Linked DNA regions of Mus musculus: regions 1 and 3 are each linked to region 2. The links are chromatin contacts, called in public Hi-C and promoter capture Hi-C maps. All regions are on one chromosome and are shown on one strand. Each heading gives the region's core, a stretch centred on a gene start, on an enhancer-like site or on the middle of the called end of the contact. The rest is flanking DNA. Distances are from core to core; before and after follow the strand shown.

Region 1 (2,960 bases), core at 13-2,512, 880 kb before region 2:
TGAAGGAAGGCTTCAACTAATTGTGCAATGACACGTCTGTCAAGTAATGCAGAGGCCAGACAGTCTTCTCCCCCTAGTGATGAAAGCCCACTGGGGAGAGGAGAGCTATGGGATGAATATACTTAATACCTCAACACCTGGTTCCTGCATGTCATAATTTATATTTTTTTCCTCTAAGAGATCTAATTTTTTAAAAATTTTAATTATGTATGAATATGTATGTCTGTATTCAGGTTTGTGTACTGGAATGCATGCCCACGGCGCTCAAAAGAGGGTGTAGGATCCCCTGGAGCTATAGGTGTCTGTGAGCCACCTGCTGTGGGTGCTGGGAACAAAACTCGGGTCCTCAGGAATAACAGCAGGCACTTAGCCCGGCCTTACAAAATCTATTTGGGGCAGAATGAAGAATGTAAGCATGGTCATCTCACTCTCAGAATGTTCCCCATTATACCTGACATTCTTACACTGTCTGATACACACACTCCTAGTACTGTATAACCAAATACTCAGTTTAATATTGATGTGCTAAACTATATAGTATTAGGTAGAAATTAAATGAACTATTTTGCAACATCTGTTTTTCCCAGATGCATTGGGGAAACTTTATCTGAAGTTTAGATAAATGCTCTGTAATTCTCAAGAGCAGTAGTGGAAGCCTCAGTAAAATCTGCCTGAAGCTAAAAATACACATTGCCCAGGCTGCTCTCCATGCAGACTGTACAGTCAACTGACAGCTCACACCACCCCAGGCTGCCCTCAGCACAGACTGTACAGTTCACACCACTCCAGGCTGCCCTCAGCACAGACTATATAGCTCACACCACCCCAGGCTGCCCTCAGCACAGACTGTACAGCTCACACCGCCCCAGTCTGCCCTCAGCACAGACTATACAGTTCACACCGCCCCAGGCTGCCCTCAGCACAGACTATACAGTTCACACCGCCCCCAGGCTGCCCTCAGCACAGACTGTACAGTTCACACCGCCCCAGGCTGCCCTCAGCACAGACTGTACAGTTCACACCGCCCCAGGCTGCCCTCAGCACAGACTGTACAGTTCACACCGCCCCAGGCTGCCCTCAGCACAGACTGTACAGTTCACACCGCCCCAGGCTGCCCTCAGCACAGACTGTACAGCTCACACCGCCCCAGGCTGCCCTCAGCACAGACTGTATAGTTCACACCGCCCCAGGCTGCCCTCAGCACAGACTGTACAGTTCACACCACCCCAGGCTGCCCTCAGCACAGACTGTACTGTTAACATTACTGTGCCCAGTATTACCACTTCCTCTTCCCTGACACAGTCATACACAAATTATCTCTCTGTGTAGATGACTGCCACATATTTTCAACTAGACACTCAGCCTGGTGCAGTAGATTGAAAGCCTCCTCATGGGGGAAGAGGAATCTCATAGAGCAGACTAAAGGCAGAACCAGGCCCCTCAGAACCTCAGCTACCTTGATGAACAGATACTACACAATCCAGGAACGAGGGTAGGAACAAAATATATTACCAATCCTCTGCTTCTACATCGTGCATTTGAGTCTCAAGCCGGCTTTGCCCTCTCATTAGTCAGGCCTGTCATGGTCCTGGGAAGGGTGACCAGGCATGTCTCAGCCTCCATTACCAGAGAATACACCCACAAAACCCGAATTCCCAGTTCCTGCACCAGAGTGCACCCAATGTGTGGCTGCTCAAGAATAAATAAGCTTTGTTTCGAAGAAGTGTACGCTTTAGTTCAGGATTGAACGGAGCATAGGCAATGCGGACAGATGCTAGCACTGCCCTTGGTCGCCGAGACGAGTGTCACCCGCCCCAGTGCTTCCTGAGGTGCTCTTTCAGCTGCGGGATGGAAGGCAGCAGCTGCTGACACTCATGGCAACGGAGAGGCAGCTTCAAGAGCTCACAAGTGCCATCTTTAACAGTCACTCTGCCGGCTTCCTGAACCATCTTGATCACAGCTACAAACAAAAGGAAGGTGCAGAACCCAGTTATTTTGGAAAGCCAGTAAGACACCAAGAAAAAGCTAAAAAACATGACTCTAATCAACATACCCAGTATCCTAAGGCTCACACTGAGCAGATTCTAAGTCTGCGCAGCCTCCCGCTGAGATGATACACTCCCTCAGGACACACTCCACATAGCCACATTATGGGCTTCTCACCATGCTTTTCCCCGGGTGGCTCTTTGAAAACTGGTAGCCGCCACATTTACACCACAGCAGTCCTGAAGTAGTATATAAACTATACTAGGAAATGCTTACACCCCAAATATACAGAGCACCCCTGCCTACTGCTAACACAGCAGGAGACTCCTGCTCCAGAACTCCTGAGCCCCTCCTCATCCAACAACTGCTTAGCACTTAGTGTCCCCTCTGAAGCCTCGGGTACTCAAAGTGTGGTCCACAGTTGTTGGCAGTATTCAGTGAGGTGGTAGTAACTTTAAGAGATGGGACCTCAGGCTGGTAGGATGGCTCAGCGGGTAACAGCACTGACTGCTCTTCCAAAGGTCCTGAGTTCAAATCTCAGCAACCACATGGTGGCTCAAAACCACCCGTAACAGGATCTGACTCCCTCTGCTGGTGCGTCTGAAGACAGCTATAGTGTACTTATGTATAATAATAAATAAATCTTTTTTTTTAAAAAGTACATGCTATTTAAAAAAAAAAAAAAAAAAACAAACAAACAAGAGATGGGACCTCGCTGGAGAAAATAAGTCACTAGGTGTCCCTTGAAGGTGTGCTTCGTCCCAGGTCCCTTCCCCTCTTCCCCCTCCCCACTCTCCCACCCTCTCCTCTCCCTCCCTGACAAGAAGTGAGCAGCGTTGCTCCCCCTCGTCCTCCCTACCAACGTTGAGCCTCGCCACAGCCCAGCAGCAGAGCCACGGACAAGTCCAATAGGAACCTATGGACAGGTTTAACTTCTTAGGTTACATCAGTATAATGACACAGTGACAAAGCCT
Region 2 (3,136 bases), core at 388-2,887:
CCACTGTGGTTCACCTTGGCTACTGTAACAGGCGGGTTCCTTACCTAGGAAACCACAAAGCCTACCTGTCAGTTTGGGAGCCGAAGGCCCAAGGGAAGAAGCTATTCTGGGCCACCCTGACTAACACAGAGGGAAGAGACGTGGGGAGCCCTCAAGCTTCAGGAGTTGGAGAGCACAGGTTGGCTCCAGCAGAGAGCAAGGCATCCATTACCTATTGGTTCCTGGCCTATCACGCCTCGTTTTAGATCTTACTAGCACAGGCCCCAAGGTGGGTTAAGCAATGAACATGGCCTCTACATTCTTTCCTCTCTATTCTCTAGGCCAGCTGGCTAGGCCTCTGACTTTCCTACCCATATGCTGACAGCAATGACAGTCAGGTAGCCTCAGGGCAATGGCCAGGAGGCACCTTCTTCTTTAGGCCATGCCTCCATAAACTGGCATCGCCCTCCCCCTTCCATCCCCTCGGCGCCGGCATCGATGACATCATTCCTGCCTGACTCCAGGACCACGGACCGGAGGCAGGATCCCCGCCCAGCAAAGACTCCAAACACGTAGGCCTAAGATGATAGGGGCTCTTCCGAATTCCGAACCGGTCGGCACGGCCCACTTCAGCACAGCTCCACCTCTTATCCTGGAGATACCTTCCCATGGACACCCTTGAGTCTCCATCTCGCCACCGCAAACTCTTCCCCTTCCCGATGCCCCCAGATCGAAATGGGGCTCCTCTCTCGAGAGGAAGGAAATTCCCAGGTTCTGCAATGAACCTCTGCCCCCATCAAGGCCTGGTTCCTGCTCAGCTTTGCTATATTTATCTAAAGGACCGGCGGGCAGGCCTCTCCTTTTCTAAAGGCCTATTTCCTTTCCTCCTTAGACTGATCTGCTGGCCTCCTCCCTCGCCCTGAGCATCACAGGCCTCGGGGAGCTAAACGCCTTTCTCATCCGACCCCCCGGGCTTGCTGCCAAAGATGCTCTGTGACATCCTCCTAAATTGCCCTCCACTAGAGGTGTGCACTAGAGTGCCTCCCTTGGTCCTATCCGACGGCGTTCTGCATCTGCTGACCGTGCCCTCCGCCCTTTCAGGTCCTTCGCTCGCACCGCTGGTAATCTCCCACGGTTTTCTCGCTCTGCAAATCTCCCTCCCCCGGCAAAGCGTTTTCAGGACTCCCTCTACCTTATCAGATGGCGCCCCCTCGCACAATCCCCACGGCCTAGTTCCTTCCCTCCCCTCCAGCGGCGCCCCTCCCGGCCCTGGCCTCTCCGCCGCCCGCCCCCTCACCAGCGGCTGCATCTCCGAGTGCGCGGTGGGCACCTGGAACCGGTCGATCTCCTCCATCATGGTGCCGGCGGGCGAGCGGGCCAGGGGCCGGGCGCGGCCAGGGACGCCGATGGGACCGCGCGGGGCGGCGGCCCCAGAAGCCCGGCAGATTATGCAGACTAGGCCGCCCTGGACCGGTCGGGCGGATAGGCGGATGGAAGGATGGATAGGCGGCGAGAGGCTCGCGGGATGACTGAGACCGGCGTAGCTCCGTGGGGTTGCCTAGAGCTACCGCGGCAGTAGCCCCGCGGAGCCGCAGGTCTTGCCTCGCCTCCTCCTCCGCCGCCGCCTCCTGTCAGCAGCTCAGCCACTGCGGTGACTCTGCAACTCCACTTCCGGGTCCGGGACACCGCCCGGATCCTGCATTATTCATGAGAAGGCGGTGTCTGGGTGCCCCAGCCCTTCCCACTTGCGGGAGCTCCTTGCGCGGAGGGCGGACTTATCTTTCTCTGCGGAGGCGGGGCTTAGCGGGGCCAGAGGATCCCTGCGCGCCCAAGTTCCGCCTCCTCCCCGTGTCCGGAGGGGGCGCTAGGTGCGCCTGCGCACCCGGTGCCTGTCGGTTGCTGGGTAACCGCGTCAGGGAGGAGCTGATGCTGTTCTACAAGGGCGCGAGGACCCACAACGTCAGCTGTCCCCGAAGAACCCTGGTGACTGGGAATTGAAGTGGAAGAGAGTCTGCACTTCCTGTGTGTGGTCAAGAAGGAGAAACTACTCCCCAGGAGAGGAAGCGTTTTGTAGGTTTTTCAGGGTGTGAGGTGCTTTCTATTCTTGCGGCAATGCCCTCGAAACAGATTCGTAAGCAGGTAATGTCTTACTGTGGCCTGCTGTCTTCTGAAGACCTCTGACCTTAACCGCCAGTTATTTCCTGTTGACCTCCAACCTCTCTTTCTTGTGACTCCTGGTTTGTGTTCCCACTGACCTGATTCTCCTGTTCTTTCTCACAAATCCTGCCCTCCTCTCCCAAATTTTCCTGAACCCACAGTCATTTTACTTTTAACCGAATCTGGTTTTTTCTTATTACTTCCATCTCTTCACAGACCCATCTTGTCTTGTCTTCGCCCTTAATCTCCCAACACTCCACTGAGTCCCTTCCTCATTCCCCTCTCATTCTTGTCCCAGTGGATTTTTTTATTCAACACTGCAGCATGGTCACTGCAGAGCTAAGTAAGTGGGGACATTTGCCATGTGGGAACTCAGAGAGGGGGCATGAGAACTGCACAGGAGACACGGAATAGAACAGATCGTGTGCAGGAATTTGGAGCAAGAAGTCAGAGAGGAAGAAAAAAAGACCCTTTTTCTAACCATGTTCCCTGCCCTCCAACACAAGTTTCCTTCTTATAAGACCCTCATTCACTTAGCCTTGTGAACGTTATGTTTCTGTCACCTGGCAATATGTTATCCCTTCTCACAGGAGAGTTGAATTACTCCCCAAATCACCACACATGATAAGCTAGTCTCAGGTTCTCAAGGAGCATTCTGCGATATAAAAGAATGACTCTTTCTGTCCTATAGAAATTGCTTTTATTTCCTAACGTCTAGCAGAGCATCTACTTTAAAAACAAACAAACAAACAAACAAACAAACAAAATGCTTTTCTATACTTAAGCCTAGGTATATTGAGGTTTGGAGAGCAAATCTGTGCCCATGATATCTAAGACTTCACATATTTTGGTAGAGGTTCTTGTATATCAACTTTGTGCCTTCTGCTTCTTTGACACGTGTCATCTACAGCTGAAGAACCGATCAGTCTTAGAGCTCTGTAGGCATTGAGAGGCTGTCTCTCCTTGTATTTATTGGTCATGCCCTGGTTTTATGTTGAGG
Region 3 (3,005 bases), core at 360-2,859, 620 kb before region 2:
AGTTAGCAAAGACAAACAAACGAAACCAATCCAACAACAGAGAGGTTTTTTCTTTTGTTTTAAAACAGGTACTCAATCTTTTCTAAGTAAGTGGAGTTCAAATCCACCTTTAGATTGCGCTCCCAACCAGTCAAGAGTCAGAAGGAGTCCTAGTTCCTATTTGTGCCTCACAGATCAGACATCAAGAGGCCTTTGGGGGGGTGGGGGTGGGGATTCATCTCAAAGTTTCATAAAACTGCTGGATATAGAGCCATGGTTTAGGTAGCAAAGTTTGTTGTTAGTCTTTCCTAACTGATTCTAAGGAAATGTCATGGCTTCAGCTTTCTCGTGTACTTCCCAAGGTTTTTAGTTCTGTGTTGATGTAACCAGATGTCCAGAAAGTAACTCTTGGACTCACGGCCCATTGAACCTGCGGTTCTATGACATCCAACAAAAACACTACTCAGTAAATAAGGAACAGCGGGATCACGCACCAAGTTCGTACTCTTTACACTGGTGGATGTCCAGAACCACGGAAGTTCTACACACAAGAAGGCCTAATATAAGCCTGACACAAAGACCCACGATTACTAGCGTTACACACTCAACTTTGCTTCCAAATAGAGGATCCAATAAGTGTCCAGGGACCGGCCACAGGGAAAGATGTCCTGACACCAGCCCTAAGCAAAAACATCCCCAAATATATATAGCCAAGAACCCATGTTTCTTTCTCCCAAGACTACATGTGGCCAAACCCACATATCCCAACCCGATCTACGGAACCCTCCTTGGCGCTCACTGTGGGTGACGATCACGCTGAGTCTGGGTGTTTCCATTTCCTCCGTCTGGACCATCTCCTCGGTCTTGGCCATGTTGTCGGTCTGGGTCACCTCTTCTGCCACAGTTACTTCCTCGGTTTGGGTCGCCTCCTCGATCTTGGTCACCTCCTCTACCTGGGTCCCGGTCACGTTCTTGCTACGGGTCACTTTCTTACTTCTAGTCAACTCCCTGCTGCTGCTCCCTACCTTCTCGCTCTGAGAAGAGCGGGGCCGGACTTTCTTCTTCACCCGCGGCTTGCAGGCGCCGGCGGCGGCGCCCCTGGTGGATCGGTCATGCCCGCTGGCTGCACTGCGCACAGAGGAACGCTGAGAGGGAGGCAAGCCCCGCTCGGCCCGGGACTCCGACTGGCGCGGCTCCCGGGCAGGCCGAGGGGCGCGCAGCCTGGGTCCCAGCGGCTCCCGGTCGCCTCGCGGTCGCCGCGCGGCGCTGCGACCCGCCAGGCCGCGTTTGTTCACAGCGCAGCGGTGGCTACCGGGCGCGCAGCCTTGCAACCCCGCCCCACTACTCACCAGTTCCGCCCCATCTACTCGCCACGCCCTCGGAACTGACCCTGCTTCAGGCCCCGCCCTATCCGCCCAGCCGCGTCTAAGCCCCACCCACTCCGCCAAGGCACCGCCCTATCCCTCCTCATAAGCCCCTCCTTCAGAAGTCTTTCCACCTCTCCCAGAGCTCCGCGCTCCTTCTCCGGAAGGAGGAGCTGAAAACACGGAAAAGGGATCGGGAGACTCGGGCGAGCACTCTGCGCCTGCGCATGGGGTGGGGGAAGCCGGAAATTGACACCAGAGCGACTACGCTTCCGTTTCTGGTTTTCCTCCAGTGTTTGGGTTTCCTCGCAGCCGGCCAAGATGAACCGATTCTTCGGAAAAGCGAAACCCAAGGCTCCGCCACCTAGCTTGACGGACTGCATTGGGACGGTGGGCATTTGACTTTGCATACCTCTGACACTCCGACCCGTCCATCCCGAATTCGTACTCCACCCCATTCCTGGTTCGGGCCCATTAAACCTGAGTCTTCTTCATCCCCACCCCTTTCATCCCTGTTTTCCAGGTCATTCCTGACCCCAGAGACCAGACAGTCTAATCTCATCATTCTTTCGCCCTTACTGCACTTAGCTCTTTCCGATGCCCACTGTGCCCCACCCCTTCTTCCTCGCTTTGGTTCCCACATTCCAACCTACGTACCCTATGTCACTACACCCCACTTTGTCTAACCTGGCCTTTTAAAAACCCTTTTTCACTCTTCTCCCCTTACCCATGTCAGGGTTAACATATCTGTACCTTAGTCCTGGGTCTGAGTAGCATAGAATTCTGAATCTTGGCCCTTCCAGATTAAACCTGATCTCGGAAATGGTTTTAGATCTCATCTTAGCCTGTGTTGATTGGTTCATTCCACGCACGTTCATGCAGAGTCCCAAACTGACTATTCTCCTACTTGGGAAATCTCAGCCAGCGGAGAGAATCCCAAATCGTTTTCCTCAAGAGAGGGCTGCTATATCAGAATCTAGGAGGTGGGAGAGAGTTTATGAAAGCCCTCCAATGGTTCGGGCTGGAATTCCCCACCCTTAAGAAAAACCCTATTTTCTGCCCTTTGCTATATTGTTCCTTTTTTCTTTTGCATATCCCTCTCTTTCTGCCCCTTTCCATGTAAACATATTACAATAATTACCACTGCATGTGATGTTTTCTTCCAAGGTGGATAGCAGGGCAGAATCCATTGACAAAAAGATTTCCCGGCTGGATGCTGAACTAGTGAAATATAAGGATCAAATCAAGAAGATGAGAGAGGGTCCTGCTAAGGTAAGGCTGGTGACAACTGTTGTAGGAAGTACTGTGAAGGGACTGACTGGTGAAGGATACAAGAAAAATACACGAAATCTGGTAAAGAGAAGCTACTTGTGAGGACCTGTTCTTCAGGGAACAGAAGCTACAGCCATATACAAGAGGGAGGCTGGGTTTTAATGTGGTAGGTAGAAGATGCTGATGACATGTAATGGGAATTGGCATGCTCTGCTGAGAAGGTCTGACTCTGAAGAGGAGAGCTGGTTGTGCTCAGAATCCGGGTGTTGTCTGGCTACTCAGGTTAGACTAGATATGGCGTGTAAGATCAGTGTTCTGATACTAACACTACTTAATAGGCTATGGGTGTATAGGTATCTTTTTTTTTCATAACTTTATAACTTTTTAACA

Evidence for each region. Promoter capture Hi-C pulls out the DNA fragments that hold promoters and counts their contacts. Hi-C and Micro-C count contacts between places; a contact is called where the count stands out from the background.
Region 1: a Hi-C map of CD8 T cells shows a contact between it and region 2, with 2.6 times the contacts expected there. The contact joins the enhancer-like site here to the promoter of Fam219a in region 2. A contact is called at or near these places in 1 of 39 promoter capture datasets (pre-B cells), 2 of 484 Hi-C or Micro-C datasets (CD4 T cells and CD8 T cells) and 1 of 115 datasets of contacts at active chromatin or transcription factors (bone marrow-derived macrophages).
Region 3: a promoter capture Hi-C map of liver shows a contact between it and region 2, with 2.3 times the contacts expected there. The contact joins the promoter of Chmp5 here to the promoter of Fam219a in region 2. A contact is called at or near these places in 3 of 39 promoter capture datasets (frontonasal cranial neural crest, liver and pre-B cells), 4 of 484 Hi-C or Micro-C datasets (B cells, CD4 T cells, embryonic stem cells and 1 more), 1 of 115 datasets of contacts at active chromatin or transcription factors (microglia) and 1 of 9 other capture datasets (adipose tissue).

What each region holds. Positions count from the first base shown.
Region 1 is chr4:40,684,754-40,687,713 of GRCm38.p6, forward strand. It overlaps Aptx (aprataxin), which reads right to left. Exons shown (of 8, transcript NM_001025444.3): 8 at 1-1,960. The coding sequence ends at 1,806. Among named protein-coding and RNA genes, the nearest start is that of Aptx, 17 kb to the right of the region's middle. Within about 2 kb of position 1,263, at least 11 of the 459 cell types and tissues checked have an H3K27ac peak or open chromatin away from gene starts, as enhancers often do. A contact at or near this core is called in CD8 T cells, where this site is marked.
Region 2 is chr4:41,567,901-41,571,036 of GRCm38.p6, forward strand. Fam219a (family with sequence similarity 219, member A) reads right to left here and starts at 1,638. Exons shown (of 6, transcript NM_001159583.2): 1 at 1,277-1,638. The coding sequence starts at 1,336. Dnaic1 (dynein, axonemal, intermediate chain 1) reads left to right here and starts at 1,894. Exons shown (of 20, transcript NM_175138.4): 1 at 1,894-2,118. The coding sequence starts at 2,092.
Region 3 is chr4:40,946,944-40,949,948 of GRCm38.p6, forward strand. Chmp5 (charged multivesicular body protein 5) reads left to right here and starts at 1,610. Exons shown (of 8, transcript NM_029814.1): 1 at 1,610-1,733; 2 at 2,511-2,615. The coding sequence starts at 1,665. It overlaps Bag1 (BCL2-associated athanogene 1), which reads right to left and starts at 1,351. Exons shown (of 7, transcript NM_001171739.1): 1 at 779-1,351. The coding sequence starts at 851.